Linked DNA regions of Mus musculus: regions 1, 2, 4 and 5 are each linked to region 3. The links are chromatin contacts, called in public Hi-C and promoter capture Hi-C maps. All regions are on one chromosome and are shown on one strand. Each heading gives the region's core, a stretch centred on a gene start, on an enhancer-like site or on the middle of the called end of the contact. The rest is flanking DNA. Distances are from core to core; before and after follow the strand shown.

Evidence for each region. Promoter capture Hi-C pulls out the DNA fragments that hold promoters and counts their contacts. A called contact is a pair of places that touch in the nucleus more often than the background predicts.
Region 1: a Hi-C map of B cells shows a contact between it and region 3, with 5 read pairs. The contact joins the promoter of Zfyve1 here to the promoter of Cox16 in region 3.
Region 2: a contact with region 3 is called in a promoter capture Hi-C map of pre-B cells, with 5 times the contacts expected there. The contact joins the promoter of Dcaf4 here to the promoter of Cox16 in region 3. A contact is called at or near these places in 2 of 39 promoter capture datasets (liver and pre-B cells) and 1 of 9 other capture datasets (adipose tissue).
Region 4: a promoter capture Hi-C map of pre-B cells shows a contact between it and region 3, with 2.7 times the contacts expected there. The contact joins the promoter of Rdh11 here to the promoter of Cox16 in region 3.
Region 5: a contact with region 3 is called in a promoter capture Hi-C map of pre-B cells, with 4 times the contacts expected there. The contact joins the promoter of Rad51b here to the promoter of Cox16 in region 3. A contact is called at or near these places in 2 of 39 promoter capture datasets (hippocampal neurons and pre-B cells).

The regions. Positions count from the first base shown.
Region 1 is chr12:83,595,629-83,598,542 of GRCm38.p6, reverse strand. It overlaps Zfyve1 (zinc finger, FYVE domain containing 1), which reads left to right and starts at 1,321. Exons shown (of 12, transcript NM_183154.4): 1 at 1,321-1,546.
Region 2 is chr12:83,518,777-83,522,043 of GRCm38.p6, reverse strand. It overlaps Dcaf4 (DDB1 and CUL4 associated factor 4), which reads right to left and starts at 1,578. Exons shown (of 14, transcript NM_030246.2): 1 at 1,427-1,578.
Region 3 is chr12:81,483,520-81,486,487 of GRCm38.p6, reverse strand. It overlaps Cox16 (cytochrome c oxidase assembly protein 16), which reads left to right and starts at 1,351. Exons shown (of 4, transcript NM_001309809.2): 1 at 1,351-1,591. The coding sequence starts at 1,523. All of the region lies in intron 3 of Gm20498 (predicted gene 20498), which reads left to right.
Region 4 is chr12:79,189,876-79,193,168 of GRCm38.p6, reverse strand. Rdh11 (retinol dehydrogenase 11) reads left to right here and starts at 1,314. Exons shown (of 7, transcript NM_021557.6): 1 at 1,314-1,443. The coding sequence starts at 1,379.
Region 5 is chr12:79,295,799-79,299,170 of GRCm38.p6, reverse strand. Rad51b (RAD51 paralog B) reads right to left here and starts at 1,889. Exons shown (of 11, transcript NM_009014.3): 1 at 1,839-1,889. It overlaps Zfyve26 (zinc finger, FYVE domain containing 26), which reads left to right and starts at 2,889. Exons shown (of 42, transcript NM_001008550.1): 1 at 2,889-2,945.

The DNA of each region.
Region 1 (2,914 bases), core at 72-2,571, 2.1 Mb before region 3:
ATATATTTACTTTATAAGCAAGGTTATGAAATAATCTGGCAAAGCTACACACAGCCACAGAGGCAGTCTTAGGGATAAAACCTTTGTCATGCCAACCAACCTCAGGCTTATTTAAAACTTGTTAGCTTAACTTTTATAAAATCCCTTCTTCTCCATACACCATCTTATTTCTGGTAAACACTTTTTAATGTGATTGTAGATGGCTTAGTTCTTATTATCCTGGTTGGTGATGTGGTACAGGTAAAAAAATAAAAAGTTCATCCAGGTTTGCCGCTGTTGGCTCTGTGTCATGAAGAGTTAATTTTCAGCAATATAATCCGTATACATAGCTCATTCACTATTTTGTAGATTTGGCTTAACTATTGATCTAATTATGTCCTGAGATCTATGAGTGTCCTCTTGAATCAGAAGATGAGGTCTTATCCAGTGTTGTCAATAATTTGCTGTGTACCTTGGCAAGTAACCTAACCTTAGTTTTCTCTCTCAGGTTAACCATTATCAAGATAAAAATCATATGTTAAGATTGGCAGAGCCATCAGAAATTACACAGCAAAATTCCTTTATTTTATGGAAGGACTGAGTGATTTACCCTACCAACCTATGTAGTTAGTTTTCCTAGGCATTACAGACCAGTATCTTTTCCATGCATTGTATTTTCTCTCAATATTGTCTCAAGAAATAAATGAGAAAAAAGTGAAAGTACTAAACAAATATAAAGCTATTATTAAAAAAATCAGACAATAGTATTACAGACACTGTTATCTTAAATTTTATTGGAGTGTGTACTGTAACTATTCTGCACAATATAAAAATTAGAAGTTATGATGTCTATGTATGGAAAAAGGCAGAAAAGGAATAAGGCTGGAACAAAATTAACAGTTGATTAACTTTGAAGGGAAAACAAAACAGCCTCAAGCATAGTAATATCCTCTCAATGTTTACTGGTATTTTTCCACTTTGAGCATTTCTGAAGGAAAGATGTACAATAATAATGTGCCGTGCCATTTCCTGGTTATATAGAACATCATATCTTTTGTTTAATTTACAATACTCCTTCCCGGGCCACTGCCCTAAACTAGTCGCTGCAACCTGCAAAAACCTCAGCCCCGGCCGAGACTCTAAGTCCCGAAATGCTTTCAGGCTTGTCTGTCCCGCCTATTCGCAACGACGATGCTTCCATCGGGAATTGTAGTCATGTGGAGCTTGTATTTCAGGGCTGTAGGGCAGAACGACAATCCCCCCAAAACTACAACTCCCAAAAGGCCGCAAGCGCCCTTCCCGCTCCCCGTCGTCGCGCTCCGCCCCTGGCCGCTCCTCCCTAGCTGGGCTGCGCTGTTCATGCCTTCCTGTTGGTCTGAGCTGGGAGAAGTTCACTCTGATCAGCTGATTCCAACTGACAACAAGAGAGGAGGAAGCCTGGGAGGCAGCAGAGGAGGAGGGGGCGGAGATGGAGCTGAGGATGGATCCGCCGGGGCCCTAGAGCAGCCCGGGTCCTGTCGGCAATCCGCGTCCCCCACACCGCCTTGCCTTGGCCGAACTGCTCCGGGTGGGCTCTGTGGGCCGCGGCGGAGAGGGCGGGGGCGCCTTGGCCCAGCCCCGGGCGAGTGCTGGTCCCGGGGCTCCCTCCAGTCGCTCCTAGGAGGAAGGGGGGACGGGTGCGGCTCGAGTGGGGGTGGGGTGGCATAAACAATGGATTCGGCTCCGGGATGTGCGGGTTTGTGTGAAATTTGGGGGGCCTTCTTTGTTCTTCGTCTCCGCTGCCACCCCTTGGGTTGTGGTGGTGGTGTCCGGGAGCAAGGTGGGTGAGGGACCCTGGATTGGAGAGAGGCGTCGAGGTTTGGGGGGGGGGGGTTTGCTCCGAGTGGCATATTGTTTGCTTGGCCTGGTGGTGGTGAGGGTCAGCTGTTCTTTTGAAGGTTGGTTTTCTGTTTTTCTTAGTAGTGACAAGTTTTGATTTTTGTTTCCCTTTTGGGAGCTGACTGGACACGTCTGAGGTTAAGGTGAAAATAAGGTCCCCTGGTTACTCCCTTGCCTTGTTTATCTGAAGATCAGATGGATAGATTGGCTACTGAAAGGGAGGAGTGAATATCTGAAAGGAGGACTTTACACTTGGTTGTGCTCTTGGAATAGGAGGCAAAGGTAGGGAGAATTAGGAGTGTAGTTACGTTAGTGACCCAAAACCCCCTTTCCTGTCTTCCCAAGTTTTTGACTTGGTTTGTTTTGTTTTAAGTGTTTGAGTGACAAGAGAAAATGAGTTGTTTTGACTCACTGTAGGGCCTGGCTCTACTGTGCGCCTAAGTGCTGGAATTCTGCCTCCTGTTGCTGCCGGTTCTCTTCCTCTGTAGAGAGGAGGCACAGGAGGAAGCTCAGTAGTTGTCTTACTGTTTTTGAAAATGAAGTTGGGACTATTGTTGTCAATTTTAGAGTCCTTACTAGACCTTTGCTCGACTAGAGCTGAGAGAGTCCATTTTATAAGGATAATTGGGTTTGTAGAGGTCTTTGAGGGTGGTGTGAATTTATTGTTACAATATTTTTCTTAGCTTTTTACAGACCTCCTTTTCCATTTCTCATATATAAGGAGCAGGTGCAGAGGGCTTAGCCTCCTAAAAGCTGTCTGTTTAGTGATTTTGAATCAGAGCTTAATGAAATGAGAAGAGCATTTTACCAACAAACCAGCAAAATCTTTAAGAAGCTCTGGGTCTAGAAGTGTTTTGTTGTTACACATATTTGAGACAGGGCTTCTCTGTGTAGCCCTGGCTGGCCTGGAACTCACAGAGATCCACCTGCCTCTGCCTCCCTTGTGCAGGAGCCTCTAGGCTGGTTTTTGTAGTTAGTTTAGTAGCCAGGCTTCAGCCTTTTTTTTTTTTTTTTTTTTTCTTTCTTTTTTCTTTTTTTGGTTTTTCGAGACAGGGTT
Region 2 (3,267 bases), core at 329-2,828, 2.0 Mb before region 3:
ATAAATAAATCTTTTTAAAAAAAACTGAAAAAATAAAAATCCACAGGAGACCCAACTCCACAAAGTTGCCCCCTAACCTTCACTTACACACATACATTATACATACACACAAATACACAACCATAATAAGCTAACCCTACTACACAGCATGGAAACCGAGGCTTATAGAACTAACAATACCTGACTAACAAAGTCGCATTAGAGATACAGGAGCATCCTGCACTTGTAGGCTCCATCAGCCAAAAGACACCACCTCGATTACTTTCCACTGTTATCGACAACTGGATTTCCAGGTCGTGGGATTTTTGTCTTCTCCGAGTAGCTGACTTGGAGTTGTTAGTTGTTTTGTTTTATGTTTTTCTTCTTACTGCCTTGCTCCACACACAAGGCTGTGTCTGGTCATCCAAGGTGGAGGGAGTTGTGGCGCTCCCCAAAGTCACTAGAACTGGTGTGGAAAGGCTTCGTTTCTCACTAACACCCATCTTACTGTGGCAGGGAATGGAGGCTGGTCCACATCTGGGCTTCCTAACTTTTCCAAATACCAGCCTGCACACAACCTCAGGCAAGCCACCACGTAACCTCTCTTTCTGTGTCTTATAAAGATACCGCTAGGGTTGGAGAGATAGCTCAGCAGTTAAGAGCACTTGCTGTTCTTCAGAGTTCAGGAGCTCACAACGTCTCAAATTACAGTTTCAGGAGTTTGACACATTTGGGTCTCTTGGATCTTCCACAGACACATGTAAGCACACACACCCACATACACAATTAAAAATAAAAGCTCTTTTAAAAGGTGTGTGTGTGTAGATGTCTTAGTGGTTAAGAAAGCTGAGGACCCAGGTTCAAATCCTAGCACCCCGCAGGGCGGCTCACGATCATCCAGCTGGAGGAGATCTCACTGATCTCTTCTGGCCTCCCTGAACACCAGGCTTGTTCGAAGTACACTCATGTATGCACGCCAAATATCCACATACATAAAAGAAGCCTTTAAAAAAAAAAAAAGCAAAATCCCAGCACTTGGGAGGCAGAAGGCGGATTTCTGAGTTCAAGGCCAGCAGCCTGGTCTACAGAGTGAGTTCCAGGACAGCCACGGCTACACAGAGAAACCCTGCCTCGAAAAACCAAAAAACAAAAAAACCAAAAACATAAACTTCCAAAATTTATACCATAAAGTACTATTGGCCTCCTGGCCTCGTGTTTCTTCACAGCCCAAATTTCAACAGAGGCAGAGGTCTACTGCAGGCTGGACTCTGCAAGGGGATCCTGGGGACGCCGCAGGACTCGCCAGGTCCTGGCCCACGCCCACTCCGGCCTTGTATGGCACGCTCACTCCTCCTGCCTTCAGCCTTGCCTTCTCTGTCCTCTGCGTGGGTACAGCGGCACCCTCCGTCGGCGCCCAGATGCACGCCACGCATGGGAACAGCCTTACCTGCACAGATGGTCCTCTCAGCTACGACACTTCTGGGCTGGAGCACCCAGGGGCGTGCAAAGATCCGGAAAGACCCTCATGTTGTGTTGTCGCACCCCATAGGACTAAAGCGGCCGGTTCTTTCTTCTCATTGAATTAGGCTTCTGCCTGTCCATGTCAGTAGGGGCGGTCTTTACGGAGGGCGGGACTTAGGATTTCCGCCTTGTCCTGGTCGAGCGTGCCCGGGCTTGGCACGCTTAGGGGCGGGGTCTGATGCGCTTTGGGGCGGGGCTAGAGATTGCTACCGCCTCCTCAGAGTCCCTGGTACTCTCTTGACAGTGAGTCTTCCTTCTTACTGCGGATCATATCCCGAGAAATTTCTCTCGGCTTGGAGCTGGTACACAGGCCCGAGTTAACACTGATATGTGAGAGAGGGAAGATGATTGTTTTGTGGAAAGAGCAAAGGAGACTCTGAGGAGGAAAGCGAAAAAGACTTTGGGACGCAGTTGCCGGTGCCGGGAGGCTCCTTGAATCTAGGTCAGGTTGTTTCCTCCTTGCTATGTGACCTAAGGTGTGCTTATCACTTCTCTGGGCCTTAATTTCTTCCACTGTAACAAGAAAGTTGAACAAATATTGTCAATGATCTCCAGCCCAAAGTTTGTACAGGTAATATTTCTAGAATGGTACACGTGTGCCTTGGTCAGAAAACCACCCCAGAGTACCACTGCAAAGAAGACGGAGTTTGTAACAGGTCAGAAGTGATAGTAGTGAGAGCAGAATGGGTTCAAATAGGTCAGGCTAAGTGGGGACCACCAACAGCCTTGATCTTAATTGCATTTGGAGAACAGAATCCCTTCCTGAGATTCATTGTGTGCGGTGCTCGCCCAGGCTCCTGATGCTGGACCGCTAGAAGCTAGCTATTAGTGATCATAGATGTGGGCCTATGAAAACACTTCAGCCTGTAGCAAGTTTACAGACGTGTGCAGGGATATGCAGAGTGCTAGGTTCTGAGGGAAACGAGAGAAGTGAGCACTACTGCTTCCCGGAGCTTGAACTGCCAGAAAAGGACAAAGCAGACTTCAAAGAAGATGTGGCTGGAAGCCTGTTTCAGCTACTGGTTGGACTGGCTGTGAGGACCTTGGAATCTTTAGCAAAGTGGTTGAGGCTGGAGAACAGCCTCAGAGGCATGGAAAACCATGGGACCTCAGAGACTGGAGCCTTGTTGGGTAAAGCTGTGGGCAGATGGGAGACATAACAATAGGAGAATCTCTGACCTGAATTCTGGGAGGAGGAAGGCAGGATTTGTAAACTGAAGCCTTGAGGACCCTGGAGGACTGAGGAGGAGGGGGGAGGAGGAGGCGGCCATGGGAGGCTTGTGAAGGATTGGCAAACAGGCAGCTGACTGACCCCATTGACAGGATTCACTGAATTCCCACCATGGGAACTGGGTGGACACCAGTTTTGCCTTGGAAACCTGTAATATACACTCACTTCACAAAGGAACCATGGTCAGAAGCAAGTCAAGCGGCATGGCCCGACTCTGTTTTCTCTCAGGTAAAGTGAGGGTAGAAAGTAATGCTGAAAAAGGAAGTCCTGAAGAGTAAAGGCTATGTATGACCCCAAATCAGGTGCTTGGCTTATGGCTTCCAGTGACTAAGCAGCCAGAGTTACAAATTTAACTCGGTGTCTAGATAGTGTATAATATCCAGAGGTGAAAGGAAGCCACACACACACACCACCACCACCACCACCACCACCAATTCAAAATAAAATGAAAAACAAAACAGCACTTGGAAGGCAGAGGCAGGTGGATTTCTGAGTTCAAGGCCAGCCTGGTCTACAAAGTGAGTTCCAGGACAGCC
Region 3 (2,968 bases), core at 102-2,601:
TGATAAGTGGATATTAGGAAAAAAAGCTTGGAATATTCATGATACAACTTATACAGACCATATGAAGCTCAAGAAGAAGGAAGACCAAAGTGTGATGCTTCAGTCCTACTTAGAAGAGGGAACAAAATAATCATGGGAGATAGAGGGTGGGAAGGTTGGGAGGAATAAAGGAAGGGGAGAAGAAAAAAAGGGGGGGCAGGGTCAGGTGGGAAGAAACAGGGGAGATGTACAGAGCCAGGATCAGGGAACTGAACAGAAAGGTGTGTTGCAATGGGAGATGAACAGGAGGTAGCCAACAGAAGGTCCCAGACACCAGGAAAGCAAGAGGTTCCCAGGACCCAATGGGGATGACATTAGCTGAAATACCCAACAAAGGGGAGGGAGAACCTGTAGAGACCATATCCAGAGGTTAGACATGACCCCCAGTTGAGGGATGGGGCCACCCACTTTTCTCAAAAATTTTAATCCAAAATTGCTCTTGTCTAAAGAAAATATAGGGACAAAGAGTGGAGTAGAGACTGAAGGAAAGGCCATCAGAGACTGCCCTACCTGGGGATCCATCCCATATGCAGCTACCAAACCTATTGTTGATCAATACCCATACAGCCATCACTATTGCCGATGCCAAGAAGTGCTTGTTGCAAGGAGCTTGATATAGCTGTCTCCTGAGAGGCTGTCAGAGCCTTACCTATACAGATGTGGATGCTCACATCCAACCATCGGACTGAGAACAGGGACCCCAATAGAGGAGTTGGGGAAGGACTTGAAGGAACTGAAGGGATTTGCAACCCCATAGGTAGAACAACCAATCAGATTCCCCAGAGCTCCCAGGGACTAAACCACCAACCAAAGAGTATGCGTGGAGGGACCTATGGCTCCAGGTGCATTTGTAGCAGAGGATGGCTTTATCTGGTATCCATTGGAGGAGAGGCCCTTGGTCCTCTGAAGGCCTGATGCTCCAGTGTAGGAGAATGCTAGGGCAGTGAGGTGGGAGTCGGTGGGGGAGCACCCTCAAAGAAGCAGAGAGTAAGGAGTAGGATAGAGGGTTTGCGGAGCAGAAACCGGGACGGGGGATAGCATTTGAATTGTAAATAAATAAAATAATAAAAAATTTTAAAAAGTTCAGTTACAACTGATGAGCCACGACTTAAAATGTGTTCATTAACCTGGTGCTACTTGTGCATTAGCTTAAAAACCAACCCCGCCCTTTATCTGAGTTTCTTGAGTCGCAGAAGTCAAGATCCAGAATATGCGAATTACAGATTTTCCAAATCGAAAAACCCAATTGCACCCGGCGTATCCTGAGGTCACGGAACCAGAGCTCAGAAGCCTCGACTTCCGGGGGAGGGAGGAAGCAGAAGTGCGTTAAGGCCAATCGTTTCCGTTTGCCTCGGGGAGGCTTATCAGGCGTGGACCTGGCACCCAAAGCCTGCGCTGAGTCTACAACTTCGCCTGAGACGTGTTGCGGGCCGCGCTGGGCTCGCTCTGGAAGCGGCTGACTAAGCAGGCCGCACCTTCTGCCATGATTGCGCCCGCTGTGTTGCGAGCTCTGCGTAAGAACAAGACTCTACGCTATGGAGTTCCCATGTTGGTGAGCGGCTGTGACGGGAGCAGGGGCTGCGAGTCCGGAAGGGGCGGGCCCTCTTTGGCTGAGTGGCGTATTGGTGCTGTCTTTCGGATACTGCTGACTAGGGGGTCTGTGGGAGCCACCGGAGCTTTGAGGTTTTTGTTTTTGTTTTTAAGTTCACGCTCAAAAGTGTACCTCGGGTCCCGCCATCCCCCACCCCCCGTTTCCTTTCCCTTCGTGAACGCGCGTGTTACTATCCCCGTTTTACAGTACCTTTCCTGGGTTAAATGTTGAGATTTTGCAAGAAGACTAATCAAATGTCTTCTTTAATAATTACATTCATTTGTAGTAATTATGTTCATAATTTGTTGTTTGATCATTGTTAAGTTAATTTGCTTTAGCATATTACGATATAAAAGAAAATAAACAAAAACTTTTAAAAATACAAGACATTTTTCTTGGTGTGGTTCTTGGCACGTGTGAAGTGCCTTTTGTATTTAAGCACTGCTAAAAGAAAGGTTGATTTTAGAAACGTAATATGTTTTTTTAAGTCGTCTTTGATGTGTCTGGATCTTGTTTTGATAATTAGGGAACTCTGCAATCTGCTTTAAGAGTTTTGGGGTAAGCGTTCGTTTTTATAAAATGACAGCAATTTACAAGGCATATATAAATTTTTTTATTTCTGCAAGTTCCTCTGCCGTTCAAAATCACGGATGTTGCTACTGACTTACCATTTATCACTATGGGAGTCAATTTGATTTTCTTTCAAAATTATAAAAGTCAAGATGTTATGGAAAGAAAAAAAAAATCTCAGGGCTAGGCTTTCTATGTAGACTTAGCACCCTGCCCTATTTTCGGGGCTACCCAGCAGGAAAGAGGCTCCTTTACAAATGGAAATTCCTTTCTTGGTCAGTTTTTAAATGGTCCTATCAGTCTTATGAAGGCACACTCTGGAACTCTGTCTAGAAAAAACTCTTAAGCCTAATTTATTTTACAGATGCCCTTCCAGAAGTTAAGCAAAGAGCACTTTCTATGCCCAATTTGAGAAATCCTCCTCTGAGTTCTGGGTTTCTCCTCTTCTGTTTTATAACGCGCGCGCGCGCACACACACACACACACACGCGCGCGCGCGCGCGCGCGTGCACACACACACACAGCTAGCTAGTCGTTCATTTCTGTTTGCTTTATGCACATACATGTGTGCAAAATAGCATTCTTTTTTATTTAAAATTACTATATAGATTTAATAGATAAGCACTGTGTTTACACCCTTTTCATCCCTACCTCTCCCCCGCCAACTTCTCCTGTGATTCCTTTCTCCCTTTCAGTTTTATGACTTTTAAAAATTAAAATTGTTACATGTTAATTATATATATGTGTGTATATATATAAAATTATATA
Region 4 (3,293 bases), core at 65-2,564, 2.3 Mb after region 3:
TCTGTATGTATGTATGTATGAAAAATGGTTGGAGCCTTGCTCTATCTGTCACATGTGTGAATGTATGTGTGTGTGTTTATAATTCTTCCCCACCACCCCCTCTCTCTTTTCTTTCTCACTGATCCCCAAAGAGTTGTCTCAAGAAGGCTGAAGGTTGAAGCAGGAAGGAGAAAGCTGCAGCTTTGACAACTCCTGAAGCAGTACTTCACAGCTGTCTGTGTCACCTCTCAGAGACTACACCAGTTTATTGTAGAAATACTGTTAAACATGTATAAAATGAATAAGAAACAGAATACGTAAAAGACTTTTTTCTTTGAGCTGTGAGCTGCTCTCTACATACTAGACACTAAGAAAGCGTTAAATGCTGATGATTACTAGATAATCCAATACTAAATCTGTAAGAATATGTCTTCTTCCCAGGTGCTATACAGTATATGGCTCCAACTTGACTGTGGAACAGGTATCTTCCAATGAATGGAAATTAATTATGCAAATGAACCAGAAACTGAATAGTGAAGGTGGGAAACCACAGACAATGACTTTTAAAACTTGTTAAACATGATAACTCATGTTTATCCCCATGAGGTACACCTCAAAGGAAAGAAAAGTTTGAACAGGGAGTTTGCCTTTTCCCAAAGAAATGTTCCTGGCCTTAGTTCAAGACGGGATTAAACTCTTTGACAAAGTGATAAAACCAACTGTGCCAATCTGAGAAATGCATTGTTTCCTTGAAGAGTAATACATGATATAGTCATCCAAGAAACTATTTTATTATCAAATAACAACCAAGGGCTTGGGAAATTATGAAGGATACTATCATAGATCGAAGTACACACAACCGTGACTCTCTAGGAGGTCTTAACTTGCTTTGCCCCATAGGGCAAAGGTCATCTCTGAGGAAGGACATCTTCCGCCACACCAACTGTCCGACTAACGGCTCCTGCCCTTTGTAATTAACCTCAGAATACTTTCCAGACGCTGTCTCCCAGACAAAATGTAATTTCCTAATAATGATTGGGGAAAATTGAACCAAACACTGGACTTGGGCTCCAGGAGATAGCAAACCCGCGAGACTTCCAAAGAGTCAATTAGTGGCCAGAGGAGTGGTAGAAGGGCTGGCTCAACGATCCCACAGGCCTAGGCCCTGGACCACTGAAGACCATTGCTCCACGGTTGTGTTATTCAACTTTTCATAGTGCTTGGAAGTATACTCTGAATGTATCACCGCCAGGCGGCCGCCAAATCCAGGACTACATTTCCCAGAGGGCTTTGCTCCCTGGCGGTTGCAGTTGAACCGGGGTGTGTCTAGGATCAGAAGCCATAAGTCCCGCTGTCCTCTTTAGAGCATCAACTTCAACTGCGCTTCGGTGGTGCTGAGATGTTCGGATTCCTGCTTCTGCTCTCTCTTCCCTTCATCCTGTACTTGGTCACGCCAAAAATCAGGTCTGTGCGAATGTTGCTTTTTCTTGCCAGGTCTTTTAGAGAAGATAAAAAATCCCTACTGAAGCCCTCTCCCTAGCCCCCGTAAAGAAAGACTAGGAAAGGACTGAGAAGCCCTTTAAGGTAGCAAAGATCTGGAGTTTACTGGACTGTAGGCGAGATCCTGGTGCCCTGGATGTGGGCACGGCCAGACGTCAGACCCCAGGTGGTCGTAAAAGCGCTCCAGGTCTCCATCATCCTGTATTGCTCTTTCTGGCCTACCTTATTTCCTCTAGCACTATTTGCTCTCTAGCTTCGGGAAGCCGCTGAGTATGGCGGGCTTTAGATTCTAACTGTTTTCTCCACTCCCAAGCTTTGAACCAGCCTTTGTCTAACTATTTGTCTCCAGCCCTTGAGGTACTACAGGAGGGTTGCACTTTTTGCTCTCTGAACCCGATGCCAATGTTATCTGGGGCATGCTTCCTTGTTGCCGTTATTCACTTGTTTAGGTGTTTGTGACAACTGAAGGGGAAGATTCATTGTCCTTCGGAGTAGGAACACGTGCTTGTTTGCCCTAATTAGATTACTAGGAGCCAGGAGAAGAACCACGTGGTCAAAGGATGGTTTCTTAATTAAGTGTCAGGTCAGCCCAAACCTGGAGGTGTGTGTAATCACCTGAGAATCAGCGGCAGGCTACCACAAGGGGCAGTCCACTGATTGGTTCTGAGTAAGTCACCAGGAGTGACGGTGGACCAGTAATAAACGCCACCTTCTTTCTGGGCGTGGCCATAGTTCCTATTGGAGCTGAGGCTGTGCCATCCTTCTGTCATTTCTTACCATGACCAACATTTTTTCTTCCAAGACCTACTTCCCACTCTTTTTGCTTTTTCTTCTCTCTCTGGTGGCTACTTTCATTTTTCCCCTCTCCTCTCTGAATACTTACAGCTCCCATAAGTAGGCACACATGGGCCTTGTACTCAGGTAAAAACTTGGGTTTCTTTTTACCACAAGATCTTCATATCCATATAGAATCTCAACAAAACATGAACCGGAGCTACATCCAGTGAAATGTGTCTTAGAAGCGAGCACTCTAAGGACTCTACTATCCCCGTTGGAGCCAGCATGGGAGAGTGGGGCCAGAGCTGCGCTTTCAAAGTTGATTTCTTGTTTTCGATGATGACAGAGGAAGGAGGAAGAGCCAATTCCTGGTCCCCAGGATTTGTCAGTGTTGAAGTTCAGTCTGAAGGGACGTGAGACACAGAGCCAGGGGCCTTGATCGCTGAGGAGAGAGAGGTTCCTTTGGGTACCACAAGTTAGTTTGTCTTAAGTAGTGGCTGCTTGCAGATAACAAGTTTAGTGGAATGGTTGAAATGCTCCTTAAAAACGCACTTCTGAGTCAACAGATCCTTTTAGTCCTAAAATTGAGAAGAGAAGAGGAAAATCTGAGGGTTGTGTTTGTGCTTCATCCATTTGGAAAGGCCAGCAAAGCCTACGCACAGGTGCAAGGACTCCAACCAGACAAACGTATGGATCCTCACTCTGCTGGAACTCTGCTCTGTTGTTGTTTTGTTGTTGTTGTTCTGATATTAATGTGTGATGTCAGTAGTCAAACCCAGGGCTTGGCATCTGGGTAAACTATGTATGCTTACCCTGTTATATTCCTAGCCCTTGTCTCATTCTTAAATGTTTTGTTTTTGTTTTTAAATGTGTGAATGTGGCTATCTTTTTCTTATTTTTGACCTAGATTCATAAGCTTATGATTTCTATTCTTTGAATTGGATTAGCCCTTCTTAAGATTATAAGATGCTGTTTGTCACAGATTGGCATAGAAAGGCCACTTTTCTTCTGTTTGGTTGAATCTTATGATTTCCTAA
Region 5 (3,372 bases), core at 640-3,139, 2.2 Mb after region 3:
TCTCTGTAATATTGCATGCAAAGAAGAGGCTGTGTGTCTCATCGAAATGGCAAAATATCCTCCAGAAATAATAGGAACTCATTATTCCATGGAATAAAGTAATAATCAATAACTATACACAAAAGAACAAAACTACACACAAGAATTAAGATTCCTACTACCAACACTATATATAGCCCAATAAATAACCCTCCTCTCTCTCTTCATCCCCCATCTTCTACTTCCCTCTCTCCACACAAAACCAAGATACATTCTCTTTATTTCTTTCAGTTGGAATTTTGTAAGGATAATTTGTTTCCTTAAGAGAAAATTTACCAACATTTATACGCTACTCTATTGCCTACTGCTTCTCAGATAAGGTAGTTCCAGGCAATAACATCATATAACGAATAAATTCAGACCCTCAAACAACAAAAACAAAAAACACCTACAACCCCAAATTACAAAGACCTTAGCAATAATCACTCTGATTTAACAGTACCACTCTCACTACTTGCCCTCGATTCTGCTTATGGCTTCAAGTTTTTTCCCTACTCTCCCAAATATAATATAAACTCTCCAAATATAACATTCTCTATTCATTTGTTTCTTTCACCAATATTAAGCACATGCTATGCTAAGCTTATGTCCTCCCTTTTGCATACTTACAATTGAAGAATGAAGAGACATATATTCAAGTAACTACATTTATGTGACAGGTATTGTAGTTGCTATGTGCACGTGCTACTGAGATAGACAGGGAGAAGTCTCGAATTGGTCTGAAAAAAATTAGGTTGCATGTCACAATCCTACTAAAAGTAGTTCCCTTAAAAGTTAGTTTCATTGCTTAAAATGCTTCATGGGACCATCATATGACAACTTCCAAACTTTTATGATCAATCATATTTTTTTTCAACTTGAAAAGGGCATCTCTTACTTAGCTCTTGTCTTTCGAGCAAAGTTGTCCTCATGTGTAAAACAACGGTGATTCTAATTTCTACTCCAGAGCTGGTGCATAACGCTCAAGGTAGGCACTCATTATAGACATGTGATTCTTCTAACGTGACTATCCACAACGTTAGGTTAGGTTACTCAAACACATATTTCTCCACACAAACCCTTCGCCAACCAGTCACTTCCTCTCGAGTGCTATCTCCACACTTTGCACTTATTTCTTCCTTAATCTGATCTGTGCGTTATTATAGTGTATGCTTTTCTTTCTTCCTGATGTGTGCGTAAGCGCGTACGAGACAGAGGAGACAGCATCTCAGACTGAATTTCTGTTAGGCGCTCAATAAAAATAGTGAAGCAACAAAACCCAGCTATTTTGAGGAGGCTGAGGGGTTAATTTATTTATTGGGCCATTATTATGCGCCAGACACTAGTTTTAAATGCTTCGGATGTTTTTAATAAACACACGAACTAGCCAAGGGATCGAGCCAACATTCGAATCCAGAGATCTGACTCCAGATTCCGCGCTCTTAACACCACAAGTTTGACAGTCCCTAAACTTGCCCGGATGCCTAATTTGCCCAAGAGCGGAGGAAGAAGTATCAAGAGTTAGAAAACCTGACGCAAAACTTCCTAATAAAACAGAGCACCTTACAAGCATCACTCGCCTCCCTAGAGGAAGTCGGAAGCTCCAGGACCCCGTCCGGGTTCCAGGGACGAGCCCCGTTACAGAGTACGTGCTCAACACGCAGGACTCTCCGCGACCCCGGTATCAACAGCCACAGGCTCCAAGAGGGAGCACAAGATAATGAACACACCTTCCTCCCCACAACTGCCCCCTCAGAAAACTCCAGTACCAGGTCAGCAGCGTGGAACTTTCAAAGTTTCCCCCACCCTCACACAATTACCCGCGAAAAGTGCGAGCAGCAACATCTGGGGCTCTGGTTGGTTGGTACTCTGGCGACTTATCCAATCAGAAGCAGGAAAATCTCGGGTTAGCCCAGCTGTATTTTGGGAATTGTAGTTCAGTCTCGAAGGTTAATCTAATTAAATTTTTCCTTTGTAGTGATTGCTTAAATCGAGGAGCGGAACCTTTCAAGACGAATGTAGAGGAGGGAAAACCCTGACTGGAAATTCTTTTCCTCAGTGAATCGCATTTTAAAGTTATTTCCTGGGCCAGAGAAGGTTCTTTTGGGGGGCTGAGGGGTTGGAAAAAGGGTGGGCAATATGCCCTATTCCCGTTTTGGGATGAGAGTTTTGTGTTTCCTTTGCACTGTTCAACACATTTAGATGGTGAAAATGTCCGGGAAATACTAACTAAAGCGTCTCAAACTAAAATACATTGAAAAAGAACCACTCAGTTTAGTTGAAAAAATAAAAGAAGTCAAGTAGGTTTCGTATTTAAAACAGCTGCGTTAAGAAAAACTAATAAACTTAAGAACTGACTTGATTACATGATTTGTGAAAAGCCTTTGCTCACTCTTTGTTTTCGTTTGCAACTCCTTTGTACCGACCTCAGTCTTTCGATGGATATATAATTATATATGATATACACACGATAGAATTAGATAGAATAATGATACAGGAAGATCCAGAATTCCTGTGGCTAACCTATCATCTATCACTGGTTGGCACGGAGAAAATGTTGACATCAAAAACAAAACAAAACAGTGGCGGGTACGGAGCGTGGAACACAGATATTCCTGGCCCCAGCTCCCCCGAAATGAATAACTGTGGATGTTGCGAGAAGGAGCAATCATAATTAGGGAGAGTCCTCAGTCCTGTAGCTAGCGGATCTAACTCTTCCTTAGAGTCCCCGTAGCAATCAGGTGGCATCACGTGATTCAAACAAACACGGCACTTGATTTGCATCTTGCTTCTCCTGAGCCAATAAGAGTGGCGCTCTCTTTCGTCATCGCCGCCCGTTCCACCACTCTTCGCAATGGGACTTGTCACCTGACCGGGATCAAACATGGCTGCTCTGGACGGGAAAATGCATTCGACTCCCGGAGCAGGTGAGTGTAAGGCGCAGGGAAGATTGCGAGGGTGCTGTCCACGACCCCGCTAGGGGGAGCATCCCTGTCCCCCAGCCTCCCGGCTCCACAGTTCAGTCCCAGATTGATCCCCTAATCTTTAGCCTCTGTCTTAACAGAAGGCTCTAACCAAGGGAGTTTTCATCCTTACCAAGGCATCCACCAACCTAGAGATTTGTAGCCTGACAAAATGTTCAGGAGGGAATGCGGAAGTAAATGTATGTGTCTGCACCCCAGGCTAGCAAAAATATTAAGATTGTTATATGTGAGGTCTGCGGTAGAAGATGAGGTACACCCCTTAGAGAAAGAGACGGCTCTCAAAAAGAGATAGTAACAGGTCAAATTAAACCCAAAACAGTCATTAGAAAAGTAAGTTCTGCCGTTTCTTTTCGGGCCAGCAGCTGGTGGT